Regions from separate parts of the Danio rerio genome. Here region 2 is linked to region 1. The links are chromatin contacts, called in public Micro-C maps. All regions are on one chromosome and are shown on one strand. Each heading gives the region's core, a stretch centred on a gene start, on an enhancer-like site or on the middle of the called end of the contact. The rest is flanking DNA. Distances are from core to core; before and after follow the strand shown. Region 1 has its middle 9.0 kb from the start of exoc3l1. Region 2 overlaps nav2b (neuron navigator 2b).

Region 1 (6,974 bases), core at 2,127-4,626:
TTCCTTTCATATGAATTCAGTTCTATTGACACACACATTTCTTTCTTCTTCTAGATGCAAATAAATCTAAATTCTCAGCTCCTCTGTGAAAGTATCCGTCTGATATTTCCTTCTCGCTTTTGGAAAAGAAGTCATTAAGATTATCCAGACATGACAAAAGAATGATTTTGCAATGGCAAACAAGAGTGTCAAATCAAACAGAGATCTGCAAAAGAGGCTTTGTTGAGTTGCTGAGCTTCATACCAATTTGGAGATTTCCAAGCTCTCTTTTCTTAGTCTTTTTAATCACTGGACTTGTTTGAAGAGCACAAAAGCTCTAAATATGACAAGAACAAATCAAAGAAACATTATGTAAGATTCGGCAACTCTGAAACTCTTTACTAAAAAACTGTATTTACAACTATTTGGCCATAAAAATGAGACATTATGTGTTATTATATTAGTAATGCACTATTTTTCAATAATCTGAACCAATTTGGAAGATAATAAAACAGCATGAGAGCTGCAATTTGCAAACGTATTTGTACTATTTAAGTATTAAAAATGTTTGTTTGCTAATATGGACAACAAGTTATTTGTTACAAATTCAGGCCAGTAGCCAGGGGCAGTTCGGATGGTTCGGAAGACCAACCCCTCACTGACAAAGGTCCAAAATTTGTCCCGTACATGAGCTTATTTGTTCTAATTAAACTGCTGTGCCATCATAAATTGTGAAAAAACCTCTTAGAAGAATTCTTTAAGACCGAGAAGAATCTGATGTAAGTGACGTCATCTTTCACTGCTGACCTACTGCATTGTTGTTAAATAGCAAAAACATTTTACTCTTATTCAAAATCTTGGACCTTATTCTTGAAAGGAAAAAATGATCAATAAAAGGTGTGAAGCGCCAACAGCTCAATTTGAAGTATATAAAAGTTTATTTTCATTCCAATTAGGCTATTGTTGCTATTACATTTTAATGTAATTTTTATAAGAGAGGCTATTATTATTATTACGTTTAAATTTTTTATTATTCAAGTGGCCAAATTCTGTCTGAGTAAAGTTGAATGTGCTGGCTAGTTTGTTATTAGTATAATAGATAACAATAGGCTACTTAGCTTTAATAGGCTGTTTTTAATTTAAAACTTTAACAGATTCGTTTTTTTTTCCCTAATGATATATGATGTGATAAATTTGTATTTTAAAAATAATATGCATAAATACTTTTTTTTTCTTATTTTATTATTCCAGATCTTTAGGAAATGTTTTTAGTACATCAAAAAGTGTGGTTATGATGAACACCTGACAAGCTAATGCAGAAAAAATAGTGCTGTTACTAAAATGCTATTTAAACCTCATAGTTAAATAGAAAATGAGGCAAATAACTGCAAAAAGGTCAAATTTTTTAGATAAAAGAACTACTCCTGGCAACGGGCATGGAATTATTTTTACTATTATTAATTTATTACTTATTTATATGAATTACTAATTACATCATATCAGATTTTAACTAAATAAAATGTAACATTTTATCAAAATGCTAAATAAATAAAAAAAAATCATATATTAAATATATCAAGTACTATATTTTGTAACATGATGTATATATGAATAATATATGTATTATATTAAAATGTATATTTGTGTGTTATGTTTTGTTGTATTTGTACTATTTAAGTATTAAACATACAGTTAAGGTCAGAATTGCTAATCCCCCTTTGAATTTTCTTTTTTTATATATATATATTTCCTAAATGATGTTTAACAGAGCAAGAAAAAATTCACAGTATGTCTGATATTATTTTTTCTCCAAGAGAAAGTCTTATTTGTTTTTTTGTTTTTGTTTTTTAGCTAGAAAAACCCTAACCTGCCTATAGTTGACCTAATTAACCTAGTTAAGCCTTTAAATGTCACTTTAAGCTTTATAGAAGTCTTTTGAAAAATATCTAGTCAAATATTATTTACTATCATCATGACAGAGATAAAATAAATCAGTTATTAGAAATGAATTATTAAAATTATTATGTTTAGAAATGTGTTGAAAATCTTCGTTAAACAGAAATTGAGGAAAAACTAAACATGAACAAATAATTCATGTATACAATTATAATATAGAATTTATTTATTACTGTCATTTTAAAATTATTATTATTACTATTACTACTAGACTGATTTATAACTTTATATATAAACATTTTATAATACTAATTATATGATTTCATATTTTAACCAAATCAAACATTTACTGTGTGAGTGTCCAAATAAAGCCATCCTTTTTACTTCATGGAGCTACTATATCAGCACTGTGAAAATGAAGCATTTATTATTCAGATCCGTGTGATCATAATTACTGTGAAAATGCATTGCACATTCATGGGAAAACCCACTTAAATAGTCTTAGATGGCTTAGAGAATTATGAATTGCAAACAGTTTCGCTGCAGGATCCGCGCGGACATTGCCCTCTGCTGGAAGACAAACAAAACACAACATCGGACAAAGCATCCTAAAGTTTCTCATGAACACTAAATTAATACAAGAGGACGATTATTGCTTTAAAAAATAACTGGTAATGCAATTTTACAGCGGTATATTTCATTTTTATAGGAAAATATTTAGGAAAACATATTTAAATTATTTAAGTCTTTAATTTCCATGGTCATTGCTTTAGATTGTTTACATTTGTTCAAAGATCTTAAAATGTTTAATACAGTTTAAATTCAAACTTTAAAATGTGTAAACTTAAGCAAAATGTTTATTAAAATTTAAATGTAAAGTTTAAAATGTGTAAACTAAATAAATAAGTATTTTGTTAAGCAGGTCAGAAGTCGTCTAAGCTCTAATAAAATTGGTTTTACTCATAATAAGCATCTTTCTAAACATTAGTCAACTTCAAACTCGGTAGACAGGACCATTTTTTAAAACAATTCTACCTTTTATAATTTCAGACAGTCATTAGCACAAATAAATGTTAATTAATTTGCGTGAATGCGCTATCGGGGACATACACGGACACTTGTAAACAAATGATCTCCCTCACGCTGCCAAAACGAAGCCGTTCCCTTGAGAAAGACGCTAAACACCGTGTCTTTTCAACTCGACTGCACCGGAATAACGCTATGAATTTAAACGTTTTCAACGGTAAGTCGGTTTCTTGCTCTTAATCCAAACAACACAAACCCGGTCATTGTAACATGGAGCTGTTCCTTCCTTTAGAAAGACGCGGGACGATGGGAATTTGCGAAACGAGCATTATTTTGAAGGTGTCACCTTTTTGCAGCTCATAAAACAATATTTAGGTTGTGCTTGAGCGTTACCTCGCTGAATAGGCGCTATTCATGCGGGGTTAAGAGTGTAGCGTGGGTCCTGTGAGGAGGTAGCGTGGGTCCCTGTGTTTCTGGGAGGAGCTGTCAGGGCTTCGGTGGACCCGGAGAATAGCGGCCCGCCAGAGTCTCTTGCTTGGGTTCGAACTGCGGTGATTTAACTGCATAATCGGATTGAAAGTGAGCCGCGGAATTTATGTCAGTTCACATTTCATCAAACGGCGAGTGTGAATTGAAGTCGACAGAACAGAGGGTTAATCCAGAACTAAAGCCAAAATAATTAGGGGCCCCCGTCTAATCTCCTGCTCATTCTAACACCCTTGAATGACATTAAAATATGGCAACGCTTGCTGTTGGCAGTCAGATGTGTTGCCCAACTTTAAACGGGCCAATCAACGTCTTGCGTGGAGAAGCAGAAGTTTGTTCATGAGATCCAACATAGTTTCGGGTGTCAGCCACAGAAGTGAATGATTCGGACAAGTTTATGATTGCGTGATAAAGTGTTAAGGAATATTTAAAACAGTAAATGAATTTAAAGTGGAATTGGATTCAAGAATAATTACATGTTCTCTATGCAAATTACAAATAACATGTTTTAAGAAACAAAAAAGCGATATTTTAGAAAACAAGCTATGTTTAAGATTGGGGTTGTTAATGTAGCCTACAGCTTTTTTTACTTATTTCCAAAAGTCAATATCATGTCATTTAAATCTCTCAAAGGTTGGTTTTTATAAAGAGTAGGGGAGAGAGGGGACAATAGTACCATTTGTCATATTTTTTAAACGATTATGTTTTCGACAGAAATATATCTTTGCTGTGGTAATTGCAAACTCTCGGGTGGTATTTTGAACACGTTTTACAACTTCTAAATAATTTCAATTTATAGTTAAATAGCACATTATTTCTTTTGACCTGGTCAGCAGCATGGATGAAAGTAACACATGCGTGGGTCGAAAGTAACACAACGATTTTTGCTAGATTTACTGGCTTAATCCTTATTTTTTAAAAATATCTGCCTATGACCTTGTTAACATAAATGAAAACAAATTTTGTTCTTTATTTTCGCAAAAAATATTAAACTGCATTTTTATTTAAAAATTATTTATGAAATGTTTCTAAAGCAACAAAACAATGCAAAATGTTAAAAGTTTTTACAATTTGTAATTTTTTTATTATTGGACATATGCAGTAATTTTCATAAAAGTTTTGAATCAAAACACTGAAAACTCTATAAAAAAATTTTTTACGAAAACGTAAATTTGACATTTTAAAAATGAAGCGTGGCATCCAACCCCACCCCTAAACCCAACTGTCATTGCGGGATAAGCAAATTGTACTAAATTGTAAGAATCAGATTGAACAAATTTACAAATTAGTCACTAAATCAAAATGTTACGAGTTGGTGTGAGTCTGTGAGATTGTGTTGGATAGTTTTGTACCATGAGTGTATAGTTATAAATATATATTTTTGCTAAATTATCTCGTTAAAAGGAAATGTCCAAATTGATCTGCGAAGTACAGTATGTATATATATATATATATATATATATATATATATATATATATATATATATATATATATATATATATATATATATATATATATATATATATAATTATTATATATATATTTTTTTTAAAGCAGATACATATACAGAAGTTTACTTTCTTTTTTAGACCTTTGCCTACCAGTGTTTTCACCAAATAATAAATGCATTTTGAAAGAAAATGTCAAAAATTGATTTGCAACGTATTTTTATTTTAAATTTTTACTTGAAATACAGAAACTCCAAAATCTACTGTATAGATTAAGGGTGTGTTCACACTAGACTGGTTTGGTTTGATTAACTCTGGTGTAGTCCAACAACTAATATATGCACTCACCGGCCACTTTATTAGGTACACCTGTCCAACTGCTCGTTAATGCAAATTTCCAATCAGCCAATCACATGGCAGCAACTCAGTACATTTTAGGCATGTAGACATGGTCAAGACAATCTGCTGCAGTTCGAATCAAGCATCAGAATGGGGAATGGCATGATTTTTGGTGCCAGACAGGCTGGTCTGAGTATTTTAGAAACTATTGATCTACTGGGCTAAGAACAGGAAACAGAGGCTACAATTCGCACAGGCTCATCAAAATTCAGATGGTAGGGTCAGAATTTGACATGAAAAGCATGAAAGCATGGATCCATCCTGCCTTGTAGCAACGGTTTATGCTGCTGGTGGTGTAAGGGTGTGGGGGATATTTTTTTTGCACACTTTAGTGGGCCCATTAGTACCAATTGAGCATCGTGTCAAAACCACAGCCAACCTGAATATTGTTGCTGACCCTGTCCATCCCTTTATGACCACAGTGTATCTATCTTTTAATGGCTACTTCCAGCAGGATATGCACCATGTTATAAAGCGCAAATCATCTCAGACTGGTTTGTTGAACAAGCCAATGAGTTTAATGTACTCAAATGGCCTCCACAATCACCAGACCACAATCCAAAAGAGCATTTTTGGGATGTGGGGAAAAGGGAGATTTGCATCATGGATGTGCACCTGACAAATCTATAAACTGCAACTGCATGATGCTAACATGTCAATATGGACCAAAATCTCTAAGGAATATTTTCAGTACCTTATTTAATCTATGCCACAAAGGATAAATGCAGTTCTGAAGGCAACAGGGGGTTCAGTACGGTTCACTACCTAATAAAGTGTAAATACAACATAAAACATCCAAACAAACCTATTAAAGGGACAGAATTTTTAAATATCTTTAGATTCTGTTTTCGTTTTTGGTCATTTTATTTTACCTTAAGCACCAAGAAAATTGAACAAGTTTGCAAAAACCCAAGACCTTCTTTTATTTTTGAAATCGTAAGCCAAAGTGCATTGAATCTACTCATATGATGCCCAAAATTTGCTTCCCAAAAAACTAACCCCATCCTTAGTCAAAATCCAAACCATGGCCAACCACCCCATCCCTGACCACAGCACAAACTATGCAGGAATGTAAAGCATTTGCTCTAAAGCAGTGAATGTGCATCAACCATTGTGAATTATTCTTTAAAGACAGACCTTTTTGCACTTAAGCACTTACATTTTCATGCAACTGAAAGCATCTTAAACATTCATTTAATTAGATGAAATGCTGACACTGAAGTTAGACTGAATTCAGGATTTGAGGAGAACTAACTTTTAAAACCTAAACCCATGAAATGTCTTCATCTGACTGTCCATGTCTGGGAGAGTTGAGAAGAAGCAGGAAGTCAGCCCAGGTCAGGAATGTCAGACAGGAAGTCCTCCCTGTGTTTGGATGACTACTTCTGAAATAGACTTCCTGTTCCCTTCAATCTGTAGAATAGTGTTTAATTTAAGGTGGTGAAAGAGGAAGGTAACCTGAAAATACACAACTGCATAGCCCACAGCTGATATTACATTACCAAAGGGATGGCAAAATTTAAGGATAAACTGGCAGAAGTAACTCTTGTTCTGAGTATATTTGTTTGGTAGTTGTAATGAATGTATCTCCGCCACCCTTATACGAGAAGTTACATCTCAGTCTGAAGGGACCTATTAGCTTCAGCGGAAAGGCTTTGTTAGTCTGAGTCCTCTGCTTATTTTGGTGCTCTTGCACAAACAACAGTCTAGTCATAACTATTTTTAGCACAAACTGCTAT
Region 2 (6,974 bases), core at 2,220-4,719, 160 kb before region 1:
AAGAACAGACTTCAGGATGCAGACAAACAAACAAGCAATAAAAATAAATAAATAAATCAGTTACAAATTTTCAAGTTTCCCAGTAAATTTACAGCTGCTCACACCAAATCATACAAAACTTTGACGTACTGTATATATTAACAATAATAAATCAATTTCTGGTTATTTATTCTTTTTTGTTTAATTTATTATTATTATTATTATTATTATTACTCAATCAGGTGCTTTAACACGTTAACATTGTATTTTCGGTAAGGTGATATTTTTTATGTTTTCAGTTGCAATTATTTTATTATTTGGTCAGTTCATTTTTGTTCTATTTTCAGTTGTGTGTTTGTAGTTTCATTAAAACAACATTTTGCTTTCTTAATATTTTCTTTTTAAGTATTTCTATTAAACATTATGGTAAAATTGAGTAATTGTAGAAATTATTAACTGCAATTTATAAGTTTTTTGTATTACCTGATTTAAGTATTTTCATAGGATTGCCTGAATTAAAGAAATACATTTAAACATGTTTTAGCTTGATTTTAATCATGTGTGTTTGTTTGTATACTTGTTCATAATTCTCCTCTCTGCATCTGCCTCTTGGTGGTGCTCTTTATCTAGTCCTTTAAATAGTTTAGTTTAAATGTATTCCTTCCAAACAGCTGACGTAAAAATAAATTACTTTGGTTAAAAAATAGACAGAAATATTGATTTATTATGTTCAGAATACCTAATCACAATACAAATGATTGTTTTTCACACATTGATAATGTGGTGATTGCTATACTTGCAATCTACACATTATAATGTCCATTTAGCACTATTTATCAAAGGTTTTACTGTTAGCATGTGGCTGGACGTGACCTGCACTGAATTCCTGCTCTGTCTCTTGAGCTCCAGCCACAGTTTTTTAGCATATAATCATGTAACTTAGATCCAGCTTTATTTATTCACTTCACTCTTTTATTGTGACGTTCGCTAGGAGCTTTGCCAGTTTTCGCTTTGCATGCTAAAAGTTCACTGTGTTCTGCAGTGGTTTGTGGCAAAATGCAAATTACAGTATGTGTGGATGAACTCCTGGCCTTGTTTTGGATCATTACAATCTGAGCTTGTCTGTTTCTGTATGCAGCTTTTGAATGATTTATTTATTTTATTTTACTTTTTTTTTTCAACCTTATGTACTGTGTAGTCAGTGTTACTTTTTGTGAATGTAAAACATATGAATTATTTCATAGGTCAGAACGCAGTATGAATGGAGTTTTTGAGGAATCATTTAAAAAAGTTTCTGATTCCTGAATTGAGTAGTCAGTAATTTCAGCCTCTTTCCGCACAAACTTGTGTGCCAAATGGTCTATATGCACAGCTAATGTTTTTCAGCTAATGATAACGTACTGGTAAAAGCTTAATGTGACTATTTTCATAATTTTCCTTTTACAGCATTCATGTTGTATTTTTAAAGAAATCAGACCTTAAACGTGGCAATTTTATAATGGAAAGTCAGTTTCAGGAAGTGCTGAGGGTGGCTGGCTGAAATTAAAAGTCTGTGTGCATATACCTCATCTGAGTTGTACCAGCCTGTGCTCTTATTTTGTAGGACAGGTCATAATTAGAATTTTTGTTTTGTCAACTATTTTGTTTTTTAATTTGTGTCTTTTTTATTGCATTTTATTTGTTTCATTGCATGTTTTAGTTTAGTTTTGTCTTTTGTTTTGTTTTATTCTGTCTGTTGTTGTATCTTGTTTTGTTTAGTTTTTTTTGTGCCTTTTATTTTATTGTGTCTTTTATTGCATTTTATTTGTTTTATTGCATGTTTTAGTTTAGTTTTGTCTTTTGTTTAATTCTGTCTGTTGTTGTATCTTGTTTTGTTTAGTTTTTAGATTTGTTTTTTGTGTCTTTTATTGCATTTTATTTTTTATTGCATGTTTTAGTTTAGTTTAGTTTTGTCTTTTGTTTAGTTTTTTCTTTCTTTTGTTTTGTTGTTTCTTGTTTTGTTTAGTTATTTGTATTTTGTTTTGTTTTATTGTGCCTTTTTGTTTTGTCTTCTGTTTTGTTTTATTGTGTCTTGTTTTAGTGTTGTGTTTTTTGTTTAGTTTTGTTTACCTTTGTTTTGTTGTGTCATGTTTTAATTTTAGTTTTGTCTTCTGCTTTGTTTTGTTTTGTGTATTTGTTTAGTTTAGTTTTGTTTTATTCTGTCTTTTGCTTTGCTTTGATTTGTCTTGTTTTATTTTTAGTTTTTTCTTCTGTTTTGTTGGATTGTGTCTTTTGTTTTGTATCTTGTTTAGTTTAGTTTTTTGTTTGTCTTTTGTTTTGTTTTTTATTGTTCCTTTTTTGTTTTGTCTTCTGTTTTGTTTTATTGTGACTTTAGTTTTATTGTTGTGTTTTAGTTTAGTTTAGTTTTATTCTGTCTTTGTTTTGTTGTGTCTTGTTTAATTTTTGTTTTGTCTTCTGTTTTGTTTTATTGTGACTTTATTTTTATTATGTGTTTTTTGTTTAGTTTAGTTTTGTTTTATTCCGTCTTTTGCTTTGTTTTGTTTTGTCTTGTTTTGTTTTTAGTTTTGTCTTCTGGTTTGTTTGATTGTGTCTTTATTGTTTTGCTGTGTTTTGCTTAGCATTGTCTATTATTTTTTGTCTATTAATTTGTGCACAATGAACAGAGTAAAATTTTTTTTTATAAAACACAAACTTTTTAAAATTAATTTTTTTGTTTCTGTTTGTACCGTGTTTTTGCTTTTGTTATTATTTTTCAGTTGAAATGTTTTCCTGTTTTGTTATTTGCTTTGTCTCATATTTAGTTTTAATTGATTTGTTTTGTTAGACTGAAAAAAAAGAAAAAAAGAACTTTTTGTTCTGTTTTAATTAATTTTAACAAGACAGGTATATTTTGTATTTTTTATGTATTCTTTACATTAGAATTGTTTTCCATTTTATATTTTCCTGAAGAAAAAAAAAATCTTAAACTTGACAGCTGCATGAAAAGTGTTTTTGGCTGCAGTGTCTCACAGTAATACATTAGAGACCAGCTACTGTACAATTCAACTTTAGAAGCTATGACCGCTCTTTCAGTTGAGCAAATATTTTGTTCAAATGTCTGTTATCAGCTGTTCATTTCACTGTCTGTCAGCAGGACATGAAAACGCAACATGTAGCCAGTGGTAAGAAGACATAAGTCAAGGGTCATGGGAAATATTTATGCTTGAATCCTGAGAGAGAGGGCCAATATATAAATATTTAGGGCACAAAGATAAAAAAAATTACCTCGCAGACATAAATTAAGCTGACTTTAGTGGAAAATCAGCATCCTTCTGACCTCTTGGAGGAGATATGAGGTTTCATCCAAATTTGGAAACGTGACTAAACAACAAAAGCAATGTAGATAATCTTTTTCCCTGGTCCTGTTCAAACATGAATGAGACAGACAACTTTTATTGGATTCTCATATTCCCTCTGTGCTGAATTCCAGGAGAGTGATTCTGTCACCGCAAGAAAATCTTTGTCAGACATTTGATCATAGTTGGAGAGCTTTTAAGCCCAATTACTGAGGCCATATATGGATGGGTTTTGAAACACAGTCAAAGTTTGGGCAAATTCTGTTTCTAAAACTGGATGCTTTGATGTGGATAAGTGCCTTTTTACAGACTTGTCTTAGTACCAATATAGGCTCATTCTGAAAACATAGCCCCGTATACATTTCTGGAGATCATGAATTATTTAGCCAGAAGTACATATGGCTGCATTTTGTCTTTAAAACAAACACTATGGGGCGGTATGAAGCCATTCTTTTTTAGACTGCTTTCACACTATGGACGGCTTTCCCACTGTTTTCAGTTTGTGCTGTAGCTTGCCATGTATGTTGGTGGATTTGAGATGCAGAGAGGAGTTGACCACGACAACAGCATTCGAGTCGGGCGAATAGCAGTTCCAGAAAGTTGGTAAAAAAATAAAATAAATAAATAAACAACAGTGTGAATGTAGTAAAATCAGAAAACTTGGTAAAAATAAAGGGGCTTTTTTTCTGGATTGCTTTTTAAAATTGTTGATTGGGTTTAGGGAAGAGGGTTGGTGCTGGTCAAACGGTGCTTTTGAAAACACTATTGGTTGGGTTTATTGAAGGAGGAGGGTGGGTTAGTCGATCTGTCGGTCAGTCAGTTGACAGTGGCCTCTGGTGGATTTTTTACCAGAAGAGCAGACACTAATTGCACTCACGAGAGAGATTTGAGATCTGAAAAAGCCTATACAGCGGCCTCTGGTGGATTAGCAATAACAAAAACTGCAAAAAATGTACCTCCTAGGACGTATTTGGCACTCTTCAGGAATGTACATGGGGTAAGTTTTCGGAATGAGCCTGGGTTGTTTAGTACTGTCATTGTCGGATAGTAGACAATAGGGAGCACAAAACAAGTTTATTTTAATTCACTGAAATTTGATTAAAGTGTAGATGTTTTTATGTAATGAATTGGTTTTGTTGTTGTTTTGTACACAATTCGTTTTTTATTAAAAGATTCTGAAATATGAAATGTGTAGATGCTTTGATTTTGTTTGGTTTTGTATGTTAGTTTTGTTTAGTTGTGCTTTTATATCTTGTCATTTTTACTGTGGTTTTGATGTTTGTTTTACATATTGGGTTGTGTTTTTTGTAGTATTTAGTATTTTCTTTCATTTTTTATTATTATTTTTTATTTTTGCTGTATATTATTATTTATAGTATATGTTATTCATTTTGCTTGGTTGTGTTTTTATGTTTTGTGTATTTTCTGTTTTTTGTTGTTTTTATGTTGTGTGCTTTTTTGTTAGTTTCATTTTTGTTGTATTGTATTATTTTTTATGTGTTTGTATAGTGTTTTGTATAGTGCTTTATGTTGTTTTGTTGTGTTATGTTTTGTTTTTGTGGCTTTTGTTTGTTTTGCTTAGTTATGATTATTTGTGTTTTTATGTTTTGTGTATTTTCTGTTGTTTGTTGTTTTTATTTTGTGGTGTTTTATTTGTGTTGCTTTTAGTTTGTTTGTTTCATTTTGTTGTTTTATGAGTTGTATTTCTGTGTTTTGTTTTTGTTGTTTTTTGTTTGTTTCACTTTATTATTCCTGTATTGAATTGTGTTGTTGTTTTTTTGTTTGTTTCAGTTTATTATTCTTGTATTGAATTGTGGTGTTGTTGTTGTTGTTTTTTTTTTTTTTTTGTTTTGTTTGTTTGCTTGAGTTATTTGGGTGTTTTTAAATTAAACTGAGGTGTTTTGTATTTTGCATTTGTTTTGCATTTTACTTTGGAAGTTTTTGTCCTGATTTGTTTTTCTCTGTGTGTGGTGCTGTTTTTGTTGTTTTTTGTGTTTTTGTAATGATTTTTGTTTTTTTTTTGTTACATTTTGTTGTTTTTGTATCGTGCTGTTTTGTTTTTGTTTTTTCCTTTTGTTGTTTTGTTCTATTTTTTTTTTTTTTACTTTTTATGTGTGTTACTGTTTTTTAAAACACAGATTCAAACTTATCATTTTGTTTTTGGCTTTACTATGGCAAAGCACTTTTATTTGCCTAATATCTGACTGCCTGCTTATCATCATATCTGTCAAGACTGATGTTGGGTGACTGACACTGGGTTACCAGGTCAGGGCAAATGAATGACCTGCTCGGGGCAGAGTGTTTAACTAGTTAAACTAATATTAACAAGCTTTTGTTGCTCAGTAACCAACGTAGCACAGAAGCCACCAATCCCTAATGTGAACACCTGTCATTGAGGTATACAATAGCAAATATAGTCCAGACATAACAAAAAAACACACTGACACTTTCAACAATCATAGATAGACACAATGGGAAGATATTTGCCACAGGCTAAAGGATACATACTAAAATAAAAGAGCTTTTAATAAACTATTAAATAAATTTTAAACTACTAGTCAAATGTTTGAGATCAAATATTTGTAAATTAGCCAGTTCTGCTCACCAAGGCTGCATTTTGTTGATCAAAAATACAATAAAAATTTCCTAGTGTTGGGTTGTGGCTCAGCTGCGTGAAACATATGCTGGATAAGTTGGCGGTTCATTCCGCTGTGGTGACCCCTGATTAATAATTCATTCATTCATTCATTCATTCATTCATTCATTTTCCTTCAGCTTAGTTTCTGATTTATCAGACGTCACTACAGCGGAATGAACCGACAACTATTCCAGCATTTGTTAAATAATCCTAACAAAGTAAATTTTTCACACTTTCCACAAAACTTAGAAGCAGAAAGAAAATGTTTCAACATTGATAATTGTGCCTAGGGATGCACCGATCAGGTTTTTTTGCCCTCAAGTCCGAGTCTGAGTTTTTGATTTTGAGTATCTGCTGATCCAGAAACCCGATCCGATACTTTAAAAAAGAATAAAGAAGAGTAAAGAAATCGATCCAGGATGTTCCTTATTTTTTATTTGATTTACCTTATTTTAATATTTAACAACTCTGTTAACAAACAGAGCACTTCTATGAGGTAGCTTGAATAATGAAGTAATGAATAACATCAATTCTTCACTTTTGGACTCGGGAGACCGCGAGAACAGAGAACGCGTCCTGTGAGAAATAGTGCTGCATTCTTCGTGATGGTCACATGACTTTCACACATTTTTAACAGAAAATTATTTAAACATTACAGCATTCATACAACGAGTTATTGTTTTTCCCCCTTTCAATATAAATAACATTCTCAAAAACATTACAAACATACTTTGCACAAAACAAATAACACAAATTTCAATACGAATTTAAGCAAATTAACACACTTAATGTGTTTATGCATTCATTAAGATTTTTGTTGTGAATGATTTCTTTCACCGTCTCATTTATGGAAACTTAATAAGTTATATCTCTGAGCTTTAATAATAAACAGGTATGAATTGCTGCGCTTCCCACCTGCTTTTTTTCAGAATGAGTCGCAATGACTTCTGGAACTTCTCGAGCGAGTTGCATTCAAGTCGGCATTGACGCATCCTCGATATCAAGAACACATCCGGGAACTT

The links. Hi-C and Micro-C count contacts between places; a contact is called where the count stands out from the background.
Region 2: a Micro-C map of caudal fin shows a contact between it and region 1, with 6 times the contacts expected there. The contact joins two enhancer-like sites. A contact is called at or near these places in 2 of 18 Hi-C or Micro-C datasets (caudal fin and an unstated tissue) and 1 of 4 datasets of contacts at active chromatin or transcription factors (caudal fin).

The regions. Positions count from the first base shown.
Region 1 is chr25:15,380,458-15,387,431 of GRCz12tu, reverse strand. No RefSeq gene overlaps it. Among named protein-coding and RNA genes, the nearest start is that of exoc3l1, 9.0 kb to the right of the region's middle. Within about 2 kb of position 3,376, at least 36 of the 62 cell types and tissues checked have an H3K27ac peak or open chromatin away from gene starts, as enhancers often do. A contact at or near this core is called in caudal fin, where this site is marked.
Region 2 is chr25:15,537,771-15,544,744 of GRCz12tu, reverse strand. All of the region lies in intron 12 of nav2b (neuron navigator 2b), which reads left to right. Among named protein-coding and RNA genes, the nearest start is that of nav2b, 70 kb to the left of the region's middle. Within about 2 kb of position 3,469, at least 2 of the 62 cell types and tissues checked have an H3K27ac peak or open chromatin away from gene starts, as enhancers often do. A contact at or near this core is called in caudal fin, where this site is marked.